Regions from separate parts of the Oryctolagus cuniculus genome. Here region 1 is linked to region 2. A link is a contact called in public Micro-C data. All regions are on one chromosome and are shown on one strand. The core of a region is the stretch at or near the end of the contact, and the rest is flanking DNA. Distances in the headings are between cores, read along the strand shown. Region 1 holds the start of HERC4 (HECT and RLD domain containing E3 ubiquitin protein ligase 4). Region 2 holds the start of SIRT1 (sirtuin 1).

Region 1 (3,538 bases), core at 1,002-3,501, 180 kb after region 2:
AAGTCACTTTTTCTGGGCTCTAATACAATTTCTTCATCAATTCCACCCAAACCTAGCTGTCCGAAGGATGCATTTCCCCAGCACAACATTCTTGCAATTATTTTGGTCTTCCAGTTTCAATGAAAAACTTCCTTCTGAAACACTGGAAAGTTGGAGGTACCCTAAGTCTGAGAAGACAGGAAAAAACTTAACATGACTTCAATGTATATATGATACGTAATTACTTTTTCATGTGCTAGACTACAGTAATCACTGTAACCATTAAATAATTTTACAATACAATGCTACTATATAAGCAGCATTCATCTGTAAAAGCCAGTTTTATTTTGTAATGTATCACGTCAAAATATTTAAGGAAAAGAAATCACTCTACAATTTTTTGCAAAATTTAAAGACATTAGTTATGACTTTTTGTTATATGGTGACAGACTAAACTAATGGAAATAGCGTCTGGATGAAATTAACCAATTTTTTTTAAGTAATCTCAATGGAAGCAGAAAGACACCTTTCCACTACTCAAAAATGAAGGAAACGATGAAAAATTGAGCTAACAGCAGACACATCATCCTGCAATCCCCTAAAAGTCATAGCGTAATTAAACCCTCTAATACCTACCTCCACATCAACAGAAAACTGAAGTTCTTACCTGTAACAGAAATAAAACCAGTAATTGAATTTTTTAATTTCCCACAATTTAAATGACTTCCAATTATTCATACCAACAAGCTGTATGCAGAGAAAACCAGGATTTTTCAAGTCACAATTATAAGAAATCGCCTCCAAAAATTGTATTTTAAAAATCAAAGTACTAACACTGCAACCTCATCACAAATTTAATTTCAAAACTAAATCAATATGCACTATCATAAAGGAGGAAAATATGCTACTTAGATATCAAGATTCTTCTCCAAATTCAACGTCACGAGTGGCAACTGTGACTGAAATATTGGGGAAGAAAATTCTAAATAACCCAGCACTGCTGATTTTTCAAGAATAGGAATGGGGGCTGGGACACTGATAGTTTGTTGGCGAAATCCGCAGAACTTTCCAGTACATAGACTGAATATTTCTTCGACTGTAAAGACTCGGATAACAATCAACGAGTCCATTTCATTTAAATAAAACTACACAGATTTTTAAATACTTCGCATTATTAAACAACACCATTACTGAACGTCAGCTTTACTCCTGTTGTTATCACCCACATTCCTTACGCAAAACCTTCGAAGTTCAAAACCCAATTTTCCTACTAGCAAGCGCCAAAGATGCCCCATTCCACGACTCATCCATTCACACGTTGGATTTCATGCTTTAGGGACATCAGAACTGGATTGTTCCCGAGAGTTCTGCATTGTCTTTTTTTAAGAAAGACAAAACAGGAAAAAAAATACTCCCTAATTCTACGGGCGAGGCTCAACCATCCTCTTTAAAAAAAAAAAAAAAAAGTCAGAAGGGGTACTAGAAAGCCTTCCTCTCGCCAGCAACAGGTAGGGAATGAGAAGCGGCTTCGTCCCAGCTTCCCCGGAACGCGCACCCAGACCCAGTTCACGGGGACGGGGGAAGAGAAATCGTCCGCACACACCCAACCTCGCGGACAGCCCAGCCAACTACCGCAGCTGCCGGCTCGCAGCCGCCGCAGAGGCCGGCGGCCGAGGCTGGGCACCCCGCGGCCTCAAGCCCGAGGGAGGCCCTTCGCCGGGGAGGTGCCACATTCCAGCCCCGGGGCCAGGGAGTCCCGACCGTGCCCTCGCCCCCAGCAAGCGCCGAGCCAGCGCCTCGCGCCAGGCCGGCCTCGTCCGCCAGCTCCGCCGGCCCCTCCCTAACACCGTCACACACACCCCCGAACCCCACCGGGGCAACGACTCACCCGGGCCCTCGGGGTAGAAAATGCCCAGGGCGACTGCGGGCGGCCCCTCCCCAGGGAACGAGGCGGCGCGGCTGCCGAAGCAGGTTTTCGGCTTCTGGAACCCTCCTCCTTCAAGCCAGTGGAGGCGGCCAACAAGGCTCCTCCGGCGTCGGTGCCGCTGCTCCCCTCTCCGGCTCGCCTGAAACTTTACCGGGTTCCTCAGAGGAAAGCGGCCACCACCGCTGTCCAGTCCAGAGACAGCAGTCAGCGACCCGGATGGAGAGGGCGGGGAAGGACTGGAGGCGAGCTGGGCGGAGAGCGCGAGGGGTGGAGAGAGTTAGGGAAAGAGGCAGGGGAGAAGGGAGAGGGGGAGGTGGCCAGGCGGGGGGTGGGGGTGGGGAGGGGTGGCCGGAAGTGAGTCGCGGAGCACGCGCGCGAACCCAGCTACTTCCCGGCCCGCGCGCCTGCGCGGGAATCCTCCCGGGGCGCGTCGACCCTGCGCTTGCGCAGTGTGCAGCTGCGCGTAGTGGTGGCTTGCGGAGACGAGCCCAGAAGGCGTTAGTTAACGTGTTTTTAGCAACGCCTGTGCTTTTTAATGAAGCAGATCTCTTCGGTTTTTGTTTTGGTTGGCTTTCTGCTCGTAGGTTTAGTCGTTGTATTTTATTCTGCCGTTTCCAGGGGCGATTTTCAAGTACAGGTGGAACTAACAAATACGGATATAGAGGCAACTGATGGCTTATTTTGCTCTTTAACTTCAGCTGGAAGTCTGAGTATGCAAGATATAGTGATAGCAGTGGTTGAAACTACGCGCATTAAATACCAGCCCCAGTTTGTGTCCCTGATGCAGTGTTGCCTCCTGTCACTTTCTGCACTCTCCTGGAAGATAAGCTTAACTGCAGAACCTCCCTAAATTAGAGAAAATTAGGTAACAAATAGGACTCGGGTGCCTTCTTCATAGAGACGGAGTCCGCATCTCACAGGCCAGTTTTAACATAATCTCTTTAAAAACAAGAGAACTTGAAACTGGGCACTTTTGAGGTTTTCTGTTAGACTTTAAGAACGGTGACTGAGAAGTTCCTACTGAGAACCTAGAAGACAATCCGCAATAGGCCATGTTTCTCTCTAACTGAAAAGGTGCATTCCAGATTGGGAAGCGTCTGTGCTAGTATATGCTTAAGTATTTGTATTGAGCCATAACAAACTACAACAAACCGAATAGATTAAAACAAAAATTTAGTATCTCACAGTTACAGAGGGCAAATGTCCAAAAGGTGGCAGGGTTGATTCCCCCTTGGAAATTTCAGAGGCAGAGCCTTTTCCACCACACTGTCCTCACTTCTGGTGGTTGCCAACAGCCCTTGGCAGCCCTTGTAGAAGCTTTACTCTAACTTCTGCCTCCATCTCTACTTGGTTTTCCCTGTGTTCATGTTCACATTTCTCTTCTCATAAGGATATTCCAACCCAGTATGACCTCATCTTAACTTGATTGCACCTACAAAGACCCTGTTTTCAAGTAAGGTCACACTCACAGGTACTAGAGGTGAGGACCCATAACAAAAATAAGTGTACAATGAAACGATGATTAAGCAAAACAAGCATACTTCCAACCTTAGGAGTTATGAGAATGTCTACAAAACATTCTTAATTCTTATTTCGACAGCTTCATTGTTTTTTTAGAACTCTGTTGTCTTT
Region 2 (3,801 bases), core at 629-3,128:
TTACCACTGTGGTTGAGAACGAACTTGTGACATATTTCATAGGATGAGATAAACAAAGTGTGGTGGAGGGACCAGGGCCAACTGTATCAGCCCGGAGGAGGGAGGTGCCTGTTTAGTCAAAAATTGATGCAAAGGCTGTAGGAGAGAGGACAGAAACAGGTTTTGATCATTGCTTGGTTAGAGGAAATCAATTTGGGGGAATAGACACCGATTTTTTTTAAATTTTTTTTTTTTATTTTTGGCCAGGCAGAGTTAGAGAGAGAGAGAGAGAAAGAGAGAGAGAAAGGTCTTCCTTCCGTTGGTTCACCTCCCAAATGGCCGCTCCGCACCCATCCGAAGCCAGGAGCCAGGTGCTTCCTCCTGGTCTCCCATTCGGGTTCAGGGTCCAAGCACCTGGACCATCCTCCACTGCACTCCCAGGCCACAGCAGAGAGCTGGACAGGAAGAGGGGCAACCGGGACAGAATCCGGGGCCCCAACCGGGACTAGAACCTGGGGTGCCGGCGCTGCAGGCGGAGGATTAGCCACGTGAGCCGCGGTGCCAGCGGACAACGATGGTTTTAAGGCTTCTTACTTGAGGGATGTTCACTTTCAAAAATGGAAGGAAGTGACTGGCTGTCAAAGGGAGATTCTGTTTAATTTGAAGTGCAAACATTTTTGAAACTAGTAAATGATATCTCAAAAATGAGTTTCCAGCCTTCTTGGTTCTTTTTGAAGCTAAAGCAACAGAGCTTGAGTTGCTTGCCTAAGGTCATGCAGGTATCGGTGCAATATATCCAGGACCCATAGTCAGTTTAAGGAATGGTGTGCTATGAACGCTGAGAAGTTCTTTAAGTGACTAGAAATGCTGCAGGCAGATGCCACGCAAAGCATAGGTCCTTAGTTATGGCTGTAAAGTAACAATTTTCCAGGGCAAGTGGAAAGTGGTGGAGTTTCCAGTGGGGAAGCAACTCTGGTTTTTGAACTACTATGTACCTTTTAAATATAGCTAGCTTATTTAATTTTCATAACCCTGCAAAATAGGTATTATGAGAAAAAATTGGATTTAGAAAAGGCTAACTTGCTCGGTATACAAGAATCCCAAATTTAAAGCAAACCCAGAGATGGGGAGTGGCCGAGCCTTGTTCTCGACTGCCCGACTTGACCCAATGCAATCACTACACCTGAGAACACCGGGGCCCACAGGTAGGAACGCACACACATTTGAGTACAAGTTACGGACCGAAAGCTGATAGGCTGACTCCCAAGTTCCCAGGTCAAAGGACCTAGGACGGGGACACACGCCTGTGAGGATCTGACAATCTCGCCCCACAAGTGAGGGCGACAGGGCACAAGAGCCAATCACTGAAGGGGAGGGCCAAGCAAAGGAGCTGAAGAAGGGCTGTCAGAATGGCGCGGGGGCGGCAGAGCGCCTTGTTCTTTCCTCCCCACTGACAAAAGCCCAACGGCTACCCAGCGTTATTTCAAGGAGCGAAGCTTCAGTCCTCATCGCCTCTCAGGAGCCCAACTTTAACCCTTAGCTAAAAATGCAGACAGGGCTAGGCAGGGAAGGTGTGCGCTGGAGGCAGAAGTGGAAACTCCGTGAACCAAAACGTGTGCCTTCCGGACGGTCCTGAGTTCAGGACGCTTCCAAACAGAAGTTCAAAAGCGGCCGCCGAGCGAGCGTGCAAGACACGCCCGCCACTGAGGGGAGGGGCCTCAGGCCGCCCGAGCCGCGTTTCCTCCCCGCCCGAGCAGAGAGGGAGACGCCCGGGCCTCCGCCCGCCACGTGACCGGCCGTGTTGTGGTTCGGCCCGCGTGGGTGGCGGGAGCGGCGGGAGGGCGGGGGCGGGGGCGGAGGCAGGTCACGTGACGGGGTTTAAATCTCCCGCAGCCGGAGCCGCGGGGGCGCCAGTGCCGCGCGTCGAGCGGGAGCAGAGGAGGCGAGGAAGGAGGGCCAGAGAGGCAGTTGGAAGATGGCGGACGAGGCGGCGCTCGCCCTTCAGCCTGGCGGCTCCCCGTCGGCTGCGGCGGCCGAGAGGGAGGCCGCTTCGCCGCCTGCTGGAGAGCCGCTCCGCAAGAGGCCGCGGAGAGACGGCCCTGGCCTCGGGTGGAGCCCGGGCGAGTCCGGCGGGCCGGCCCCCGAGCGTGAGGTGCCGGCGGCGGCGGCGGCGGCGGCCGGGAGCTGCCCGGCTGTGGCGGCGGCGCTGTGGCGGGAGGCGGAGGCGGCGACGGCGACGGGCGGGGAGCGAGAGGCCCAGGCTATGGTAGCGGCCGGAGGAGACAATGGGCCTGGCCTGCAGGGCCTACCCCGGGAGCCGCCGCCGGCCGACGATTTCTGCGAAGACGAAGACGACGACGACGAGGGCGAAGAGGAGGAAGAGGCGGCGGCGGGGATTGGGTACAGAGGTGCGCAGGGCGCGGGCGGCCGGGACTGCGCATCCCCCTCCTCCTCCTCTCGGGGCCCCTCCTAGTGTCCGGTTGGGGGGGGGGTCTCTAGGGCGGGCCGGGGGTTCCGGGCTGGCTCGCGGGATCCTCTCCCCATGGCGGCCCTCCGTTCAGCCGCGCTGCTCCCGGGCTGCCGGCCGTGCGGTGGGGAGCTGCGCGCGGACTTGCTCCTTGTCTTCCCTCGGTCCGCGGCCCCTCTCGGCGGCCTTGCGGCGTTCGACGCAGCCGCCGGGTGTGGACGCTGTCTCCCTTGGCTTTACAAATAAGTTTTCTCTCTTCTAGTATTGCTTTCGTTGAACTTACTTTGCTCTCCTCCTCCTTCACCAGCACACTTAAAGTCTGCAACTTTCGGCCGTCCCGTTGGTCGACCTTTCGCAGTTGCCCGTGCAAACTGACACCTGTGCCATTTATTTATTTATTTGACGATCTGTACTTTTAAACTTGTAGTTATAAATTTGGAAAGAGCAAAGCGGCTTTCTGAGGTCTTAACCTGAAAACTTTAAAAGCATAGTTTCTAAAGCAGTCTTTTGTGATGCGTTTAGTGGGGATCGCATAATGAAGTACTTTCAGAGTGCTTTATATTAATATTGTGGTTGAGTCGTGTTCTGAAGTGGTTTTAAGCTAAATGGGATTCTTCTGTATATATGTGATCCTGAAGCAGGTTGACATGTTTTTGACATACTGAAGTACATGTCTTGTCCTTGAGGGTTTCATAGTTTGACTTGAGAAGTTTCTGTGTCTGTCAGTACTGTGTCGGAACTAGCCAGTGGAGCATTTAGTAGCCACATGGAAAAAAAAAAATGTGTAGTGTATACATCAGGGACTGCACAGGTGAAGCAGCTCCTGATTTCAAGAAACAAAATTCCTTCCTCCTTCAGGTAAATTTGGCAAATATTAAATTTCTTTGTGATTCAGTCTGCTGAACTAAGGAACCATCATAGTATTTAGAAGCACAATAAATGGGAGAAACAGATAATGCAGAAATAGCTAAGTATGTTTAGTAGTATATAAAAGCCCAGAGTGCAGGCAGCCTTGGTTTTCACAACGTTGGTGGGTAAATTTTGACAACTTGCATGTACTCCTTTGCTTGTATGATTGCTAAGCTCAGTCTATAGAGACTACCTCTTATTCTGTTTTGACTTTTTAAAAAGTAGACTCAGATTTTTGATAGACTGAAGCTTTGAATTCTGCAAAGGATCTCTTGAGGATCAGAGAACTGCTCTTGTGAATGTTGACCACCTTTACACATGCGGGATGTATGTTAAATGCTTTAGTCATTAAAAATGGTTGCTTTGTGACCACTGATGAGTCTTCTTGCATTTCAGATGCAGGCTGTCAGCAGCCTTAATGTTGATTTCTTTTGCAGATAATCTCT

Evidence for each region. Hi-C and Micro-C count contacts between places; a contact is called where the count stands out from the background.
Region 1: a contact with region 2 is called in a Micro-C map of ear pinna, with 5 times the contacts expected there. The contact joins the promoter of HERC4 here to the promoter of SIRT1 in region 2. A contact is called at or near these places in 2 of 6 Hi-C or Micro-C datasets (ear pinna and an unstated tissue).

The regions. Positions count from the first base shown.
Region 1 is chr15:60,016,501-60,020,038 of mOryCun1.1, forward strand. It overlaps HERC4 (HECT and RLD domain containing E3 ubiquitin protein ligase 4), which reads right to left and starts at 2,252. Exons shown (of 26, transcript XM_002718458.5): 1 at 1,868-2,252; 2 at 616-646; 3 at 1-167. The coding sequence starts at 89.
Region 2 is chr15:59,832,334-59,836,134 of mOryCun1.1, forward strand. It overlaps SIRT1 (sirtuin 1), which reads left to right and starts at 1,879. Exons shown (of 10, transcript XM_008270059.4): 1 at 1,879-2,387; 2 at 3,793-3,801. The coding sequence starts at 1,955. LOC127484288 (small nucleolar RNA SNORD77) reads right to left here and starts at 3,370; the gene lies at 3,303-3,370.